2 separate regions of the Oryctolagus cuniculus genome follow, and region 1 is linked to region 2. Evidence: chromatin contacts called from public Micro-C data. All regions are on one chromosome and are shown on one strand. Each heading gives the region's core, a stretch centred on a gene start, on an enhancer-like site or on the middle of the called end of the contact. The rest is flanking DNA. Distances are from core to core; before and after follow the strand shown. Region 1 overlaps SLC22A23 (solute carrier family 22 member 23). Region 2 has its middle 26 kb from the start of PRP4K.

Region 1 (4,609 bases), core at 1,253-3,752, 520 kb before region 2:
CACGTCACCGGGGTGTGTTCACAGTTTCCTTCTCCTCACCAGTGTGTGGACCAAAAGGCTTATGTTGCCTGACCCGGGGCAGGAGGGAAGCGAGATGGCGGTAAACGTGTTCCCATTAGACTGCTCCGCGACAGAAGGGTTTGTGAAAGTGGGAGTTTGTTGGGATTGAAGGGCGTGGTCTAATCCAAGGAGTTAAATAATTCCCAGTTGAGCATACATGTGCTGAGGCTTCATCTGCCTTAGGAGTTGGTGCTTTACCCCTGTCCATTTCCGCTCAGCCCGCCCTCTGCGGTCCTGTCTTCTTGCTGTGTTCTCCCTAAACCCTTCCCCTTGGCATGTCTAGCTGTGTTCTCCCTAAAATGTTCCCCCGGCCTTTTTTTTTTTTTTTTTGCTGTCTTCTCCCTACATTCTTCCCTCTGGCACGTCTTGTGTTCTCTTTTGGGCCTGTTTGAGCCCCACTTGACACTGTATTTGTGGTCCTGGGGAAGTCTGACTTCTCTGGACTGTCTCCTCTTCTATAAAATGGGACTAATTCTTAACTTGCTGGGTTGTTGTTAGGATTAAGTATTTAGAAACTCTGGAAACTAAAGGTGCATGGTGAGTAGTTGTCAGTCATGGTTTTAGCTTCTCTATTTTCAAGGATTGAAATACTTGAGTTTTTTCTTATCTTTCTTTTCCCCTTCTTTTCCTTCAAGTCCTTGCTTTGGTCATTTCTTAGCTTTTTTTCTTAAAAACTTACTTGAAAGGCAGAGTGACGGGAGTAGGGGAGAGATGGAGACCTTCCATCTGCTGGTTCACTTTCCGAGTGGCTGCAGAGGCTGGAGCTGGGCTAGGCCAAAAGCCAGGAGCTCAGTCCAGGTCTCCCACGTGGGTGGCAGGAACCCAAGCGCTGTAGCCATCATCTGCTGCCTCTCGGGTGTGTTAGCAGGAAGTCGGATTGGCAGCAGAGCAGTGGGACTTGAACCAGCGCCGATATGGGATGCAGGGGCCTAACACTGTGCCACGGTGCCTCTTGCCCTTAGCTGCCTTCTTCCTACCACACCCTGGACCCTTCCCCCAGGGACTCAGGTGGTCTCGGAGCCGCACGTGCTTCCCTGATCAGGCAAGGGTGAGGCCCACCAGCTGAGAGGGCCCCTTGTGTTACTGGGAGTGGATGCTGAGGGTCGTGATGGGCCAGTGCTTGTGGACACGCCAGCCAGGACGTGGAGGTGCGGGTTCCCGATGCTGACCGCGAGGCCCACGCCAGTGAAGTCCTACGGGAAGCGTGGCAGGCACCTCTGTGGGAACAGAATAGTAAGTGACCACAGAGTCAGGGCTGAGGAGTTTGGTATAAATACTTTATTAAAGAAATAGTTTTCTTGTTAAAAAATACTACATTAGAGAGAGTTTGGGTTGTCAGTCTTTCCTCCAGTCACAGTGTGAGACACTCATTCCTTGACCTCCAGGAGCCCTCAGGCCATGGCTAGCAGGACACGAGCAGAGAGTCCTCTTCCAGTCACTGACCCCGGGTGGTCTGAGGCTGCCCTGGAGAGCGGCCTGCTCCGACCTCTGCCCGAGTCCCCTTGAAGACCAGGACTCTGAGCAGAGAGGGGCCCCCACTGTCCCCGCCGGGGCGAGGAAGGCCGCGTGCACAGGCGGGGGAAACAGTGACGCCGCGGGGGCTGAACCACGGAGCGCGTTTGTTCCTCGGCCGCGGCGGTGCCAGGTGCCCGTCATCAGACACCATCAGGTGAGGTAGGGAAGACATTCCAGAGGAAACCTGTTACTGGGCAACGCTTTTATTTCTGTACACACACATACAAAGTTTCCCCAAGGTACGACAGCGGCACCATGCAGACACACGTGGCTGCGGACGACAGCCCAGAAACGCAGGGTAAGCTTGTGCTATGTATGGGCACCGCCCAAGGAGTCCCCATCAACAAGACAGCAACACGGCTCTTACACTGGACCCTCCCCCAGGCGGGGTGCAGAGGGCCGAGGGCGGGAAGCGGCCCCACCCAGACGCACACGCTGTGCGTCAGTGAGGCGGTGTCCTTGGAAACACGCGTGGAAGCGAGGGCCTCCCCAGGCCGGGCAGTGCGACGGTCACAGGGCTCGCCCAGCGGCACTGCCGGCTCTGGGGCTTCTCGTTTGGCTCTAGGATAGCAGCGCGGGAGGGCGGCGCCCCGGCCGAGGCTGTGGTGCAAGGACTCGCGCTGTCCTCTGGCCACACCAGCCTCCCCGCCCGGTTCTCCAGGTGCAGGAGATGACGCTACTAGGACACATGGAGAACGTTCCCTTCTGTCTTGGGCGCTAACAGTTGGAGCACTGACGGGTTACTATTGACATCTGGAAACGAACAAAACGAAGACACGTCCAGCTCCGTCTCGGGTTCGCGTGGGTGCATAACTTCTGTAGGAAGGGGATCACAGCTCCCCTACCGGCTGGCAGGGGCTGTGGCGGGAGCACAGCGGGGAGTCCGTACCTCCCCCTGTCCCCTGGGGTGGGGCAGGGGCCTGAGAAGTGTCCTCACCGAGGACGACACAGGACCGAGGCGCTCAAGGGCAGCAGATGTGCCTGGGGGTGGGGGTGGGGCGCTGCAGCCAGGTGCACCTGCTGCCTCCTGGGGCTCTGCCCACAGCGGGGCTGTTACACTTTGGTTGCATGTCGTAAAGGTGTCCCTCAAGAGCTTCAGGCGTCCCCCGAGCTGCCGCAGCAGTGGAACGGGCGCTTGGCCACTGCCCAGGGCTGCCTTGGCGTGGACTCCGGGGGCCTCCAGCACAGCAGGCTTCGTTGCCAAGAGCCAAGTGCCCCAGCCGCGGCCGGCCCGGTCCTGGAGGCTGATGGATTTGCACGGTCGTCGTTGGGCCAGTGTTCTTGTTAGGGCGAGCTGAGAAGCATATAGATGCCACACCTTGTCCTCGCCTTCCTGGGACTGCTGGCACCGCGGCCACTTCCACTTAAAGGCCCCGTGACCGGGGTGAGGCTGCTCGCGACTTCTGTAGTATTGCAGGGTGTCCTCGGGATAGCGAGTGCAGGTGCACACCTGTCCAGGTGTAGACCCAGCAACGCCCTGGCTCCTGGCCGGGCCTCTGCATCTGTCCTGTCCTTAGAGGTTTGCTGCCTGGTGACGACGTAGCATGTACCCTAAAGAAGGTAAAGATCTAGGTTTGGCACGCGAAGGCTGTGCAGATCTAAAAGTGAACGAGGACTGACATAGAAACGTGGAACAAAAGCGACTTAGGGGAGGAGACTCGGGGAGGTGAAGGTGAGCTGGACCTGGAAGTGGGAGTGGGCGACTGGCCAGGCACTCGCGGGCCTCTGCAGCCCCCAGGCAGCGCCTGACGGTGCTGCCGTGTGCTGGCAGCGCGAGGCTGCACGGCCCCTCGCCCACTCGGTGTCTTCCGAGGCGGCAGGCTCCTGCTGCTGGATTTGCCAGACGTGACGGAGAGGTGGGCACGTGGCAAGCTACAAGGAGAGAAAGCCGACCCCTCGCTGGCCCTCGGAGCTCCAGCAGCCCTTGGCTGGAAGCCGCATGAGGGCCTGCAGAGGCCGGAGTCCACGCCTTCCTGGCAGAGCACGGGCCCTGCAAAGAAGTGCCTTGCGCAGGGGCGAGGTGGATGGCTCTGGGCAGGAGCCAGGCTGTCCGGAAGGGCTGGTGCCTGAGACTCGGCAGGTGCAGCCTGGGCCCAGGAGGTGGGGCTGGCAGAGGCCTGGGCAGCCACGTCTCCTCCCGAGGTGACAAGAGGGACTTGTCACTTCGCTGTGCGGGACGAAACGAGGACACCACGCAGCCCCTGCGAGCAGGGCTGGGCTGGGGTGAGTTATTGCTTTCTCCAGAGTCCTCTTGCTGTGCCCGAGAGGCTGGAGGTCACCAGGACTCACGCCTGCTGAGCCCCCAGCTGTGCTGAGCAAGTGAAAAGCAGCAACGGACGATGGCGGGCGTGCCAGGGAGCACCTGGTGCAGGCGCTGCGGGCCCCGGCGTGAGGTCGGCGCGTGCCAGCATCCAGGCCGGATCGCCGTGGTGTGTGCTGGGGATGGGCACGGCGCGCCGGCTCCGGGAGGCCGCCCTCCCTGCTGTGCTCGGCTGTGGTGGCCTTTTCCAGTTACTTTCCTGTTGTCTGGTTCAGAAAGAAGCCCCATCTTCAAGTAGTGCTGGCAAGACAGACAGACCTGACGGCGAAGGAGGGCGCCTCTCTCCTGGGCTGACTGACGCCGGGAGGGAGTTTTACAAAAACGAATGTGCCGCAGACCTCCGTGGGGCTGCCTCTGGGGTCCTCGGCCATGCAGACCTGGCGCCACCCCCGCTCCCCAGTTAGCGGTTTCTGGTGAGAGGTCTGACCGTCTCCCAGAGAGCTTCCGGCATCAGGTCCAAGAGGGGCTGCGCCGGGGAGAGATGGCGCTGCTTCCCCAGGCAGGGGCGACAGGAACTCCGGCCTCAGCAGAAGCTGCAGCCGCCAGTCCTCGGGTGCAGGTCACTCTGAATCGCAGTCCTGGAAACGCTCCACGGGAGGGTCGCGACTGTCCACGGGCGGGCGAGGAGCCGCAGGGGAGCGGCCGCTGCGTCGGTCACTCGGGACTGTGTGCCTTGGAGTGGCCAGAGGTGGGGAGAAGGGTCCGGTTTTCTGA
Region 2 (4,031 bases), core at 838-3,337:
GAGAGAAAGCGACAATTCGTGTTTTAAAAAGGACATAGTATGTCAAGTCAGCTTGAAGAAGTAGAAATAACAGAGATTAAGAATGGTATGAAAGAATGCATACCTCATTCATGGAAATACAACACAAAAGAACAGTAAGATACAGCTGCGCGTTGCCTGACGATGGCGTGGTCATCGGGCTGCACGTACAGACGGTGATCCCATGCGGTTATGATGGAGCTGAGAAACTCCTGTCACACGTGCTCTCTGCGTGTCTGTGATGCTGGTGTTGACACACCTGCTGCACTCCCAGGCCTAGACAACTGCACACGGCACACGCTGCTTGATAATAGCCAACCAGGGCAGCAGTGCATGCACTTACTTCAGTGCTGTGCTTTTCAACATCACCTTATTTTTTAAAAAAGATGTGTTTATTTACTGACTTATTTGAAAGGTAGAGAGAGGGAGAGGAGAGAAAAAGATCTTCCATCCACTGGTTCGCTCTCCAGATGGCTGCCAACAACTAGGCTGAGCCAGGTGGAAGCCAGGAGCCAGGAACTCCGCCGGGTCTGTCATGTGTGTGGCAGGGACCCGCCTTGTGCTGCCTTCCCAGGCGTATTAGCAGGAAGCCGAACTGGAAGCAGAGCAGAAGGGACATGAAAGGGCACTTCGACATGAGATGCCGGTCACAGGTGGCAGCTTCCCAGGCTGTGCCTCAACGCCAGCCCCCAGCATCCGCTTGTTCACAGTGGCCACGGGGGCGAGCGTTTGGACAGAGGATTAGACACCTCTTGAGAACCTCTGGTGCTGCACTGCACGACCTGGGTTCATTAACCAGTTCCTGGATGCAGCTTCCTGCTTGGACACACCCTGGCAGGCAGCAGGCCATGGCTCAAGCAGCCAGGTCCCTCTGTAGCCACAGATGAGAAACGTGGTTGGGTCCACGATGGTTGCAGCCATCCTGAACACGGGCAGACTGTTTTTCCCTTGTAAAGGTTCTCTGAATAACACAGCACAGCTACCTACAGAGCATGTCCATTGTGTTAAATGTCACAGGTGACCCAGACGACCTCAGGGAGGTGGGGACACGTGCACAGGTGGGATAAAGCTCCGTGCGTTGTAAGCTCGGGACCCGAGTACCACAGAGGCCCTGGAGACGGCTCCCACTAGAACGCTCGGAACTGCTGCACTACTTTTTCATGATTTAATTGCCACTGATCCTCAGGACCTTTTCTTATTTTCTTATTCCCTCATCTTACCTGAAACTAACTCAGGATGCACTGTTCCACGGTGTCTTGCAAATGCATTGCGGTGCTCAGGGAAGAAAAATGCTGGGTTGTGAGCCTCTTCCCGCGAGGCCTGTGAGGAGCAGGAGTAAGCACAGGAGCTGTGCCAGGGGAGAGTGGGCCCAGCCGCTCCATGTCAGTAAAAGTTCACCAGTTGATTTTAATAACCCAACACGAAACTTCCTGTCTAAAAGAAGCCGAACGCTGCCTTTAAGCAGTCGTCTTTCTGAACACAGCGTTAATTCTTCCCACGCTGGGAACTGCTGCCCAGAGCTGCAGTGTTGTTTTGCTCCCCAAACAATCTCTCCCTTCATACACTGCACCTCTACACTCACCCTACACTGAGTTCAGACCATTAACATAACATAGGCCGTTGCCTGTTTAACTTGCCAGCCCAAGTCTTTCATTCCTAATCTTAAAAATGCTTCATTTAGAAAGAGCATTGAAGGGAGTAAATGCATGGAAATGGGGCTTGCCCAGCAGTTTCGTGTGCAGGCAGATACAAAGGACATCTGTGTGGTAGTCGTCCAGGGATCAGATTACCCTACTGGTCCTCGTGTTTTTCAAGGATGGCGGAAGCTACGGCTGTCACCATGGAAATGTTCCTTCCAAAAACACAAATCTTAAACAACCCCCAGAGCCTGGAGGCGAGAAAGCCAGGAGCTCTGGTCCTCAACGAAGGGGCACTCGACGTTGCCATGATGCAAGTGGCTAGAAGAAAGTGCTTCCCAGGACAGAAAGGACACTGCTCCCAAAGACTCACACTCTGGCTGCTGTCCAGGCAGGATCCTCTCTAGTTTGCAAGACAAAAATGCTTGTCACTGGCTACAGAAACGAAACCCAGGTCTAGCATTTTCTGAAGAAGGACCACTTGGACGGGTGTAGGGGCCCCTTCGACTCCTGCCTGTGGAGCTGGCATTCCTTAGCTACTGCGTGAAATGGACTGGAACCTCCGGCGACCAGAATCCTTCTTAGGAACCTTCATGGGAAACAGCTTAAATCTGGACAGATTCATAGCGGACAACAGAGTCTTTTGCCAGTGTGGCCAGAGTGTGCGTTGCTAATGCTGAAATTAATTAAACAAATATTTGTCATATGCTAAACACTGCCAAGTGCTAGGCAAACAGCAGCCAACAAAAACAGGCAACACCTCGGATTTTAGAGATCTTAGACCTAGTTTGGTGGCCTATTATCAAAAAAGGTACAATTGTGTACTGTATAGTCTTTAAAAGAATATTTGTTTATTTGAAAGGCAGAGCCAGAGAGAGAGAGAGAGAGAGAGAGAGATCTTCTATCCATTGGTTCACTCCCCCCCAGAGAGAGAGAGAGAGAGAGAGAGAGATCGATCTTCCATCCGTTGGTTCACTCCCCAGATGGTCCCGACAGCCAGGGCTGGGTCAGGCCAAAGTCAGAAGTCAGGAGTTTCACCCAAGTCTCCCATGTGGATGCAGAGGCCCAAGCACTTGGGCCATCTTCTGCTGCCTTCCCAGACCATTAGCAGGGAGCTGGATGGGAAGTGGAGGTGCCAGGACATAAACTGGCACCCACAGGGGATGCTGGTGTTGCAGCATACCCCACAGCGCCAGCCCCTTGCATAGTTTTAAGGCGGAGAAGGCAGTAAATACAGCACAACGAGAGGAGGCTGATGTGGGAGTCGGGTGGGAGGCCCCTGGAGACCACGCGTTCTCAGAAGATGGGACCCCTCTACGTGGCAGCTTGGGTGTCCAAGGAGTGCACTGTGCCTGGATATGGGAGGAAGACAGCTCTAGGCAGAGGAGCAGCAAGCGCAGGGCCTTGAGACAGGAGTGAATTCTAGGAATTGCAAGGAAGACAAGGAGGTGTGCACAGCAGACAAACAGGGTCTTACCGGTCACGGCGAGTGTGGAATCGCTGCACACAGAACCAGAAAACACTGATGGCTCTTTGCTCTGACAGGTGCCTTGAAATACCACAGTGATGCTTGAGGGAAGCCGAGCCCAGAGACCACGTGGGAGGCTGCGGTGGCAGAAGCGCGCACGCTGAGAAGAGGAACTTCAGAACATACACACGTCGTACAGAGAGCCCACGGGCAGGCTCCTGCCTTCCTCTCCTGAACGAATCCGCCAAGGGCTACTTTACACGGTGGTGGCCACAGACACCTCCAGCTTGGAGTGAGGAGAAACACCCTCCAAGGGCCCACGTACAGTAAGCTCCAAGCCAGGGTGGGGTTGTGGTCAGGTGCAGCTGCCATCTGGGACGTGGGCATCCTGTCTCAGGGCCCCAGTTTGAGTCCTGACTGCATGCTTCTGATCCAGCTCTCCGCTAACATGCCTGAGAAAGGGTAGAAGACAGCCCAAGTGCCTGGGCCCCCGACACCCACATGGGAGATCTGGATGGAGTTCCAGGCTCCTGGGTTTGGCCTGGTCCAGCCCCAGCTGTTGCTACCCTCTGGGAAGTGAATCGGGATGGAAAATCAATCCCTCTCTCTCTCTCTCTCTCTCTCTCTCTCCTCCTCCCCCCCCCCACCTCGTGTGTATGCCACTCTGCCTTTTAAGTAAATAAACTTTTTTAAATGAAGTTCAAAGCCGTATCATAAATGCTAGGGAAAAAAACAGGAACATATTCTGAAAGTTTGGGTAAACAAAAACTTGCAGACATGTGTGTTTTTTGAATAAACCTTTCAACACAGCTGAAGATGAGGGTGGTTAACCAGTATGAACTCCAAGGCAAAAGGTCAGATTATAAAATTAGCTCTATAATGTGAGAAATGAAATCCCCAAGACCAAG

What was found. A called contact is a pair of places that touch in the nucleus more often than the background predicts.
Region 1: a Micro-C map of ear pinna shows a contact between it and region 2, with 4 times the contacts expected there. The contact joins two enhancer-like sites. A contact is called at or near these places in 3 of 6 Hi-C or Micro-C datasets (ear pinna, skin fibroblasts and an unstated tissue).

The regions. Positions count from the first base shown.
Region 1 is chr5:166,822,709-166,827,317 of mOryCun1.1, reverse strand. It overlaps SLC22A23 (solute carrier family 22 member 23), which reads right to left. Exons shown (of 11, transcript XM_002720951.5): 11 at 1,324-4,609. PSMG4 (proteasome assembly chaperone 4) reads left to right here. Exons shown (of 3, transcript XM_002720953.5): 3 at 1-7. Among named protein-coding and RNA genes, the nearest start is that of PSMG4, 12 kb to the left of the region's middle. Within about 2 kb of position 2,502, at least 1 of the 8 cell types and tissues checked has an H3K27ac peak or open chromatin away from gene starts, as enhancers often do. A contact at or near this core is called in ear pinna, where this site is marked.
Region 2 is chr5:166,305,982-166,310,012 of mOryCun1.1, reverse strand. No RefSeq gene overlaps it. Among named protein-coding and RNA genes, the nearest start is that of PRP4K, 26 kb to the right of the region's middle. Within about 2 kb of position 2,087, at least 2 of the 8 cell types and tissues checked have an H3K27ac peak or open chromatin away from gene starts, as enhancers often do. A contact at or near this core is called in ear pinna, where this site is marked.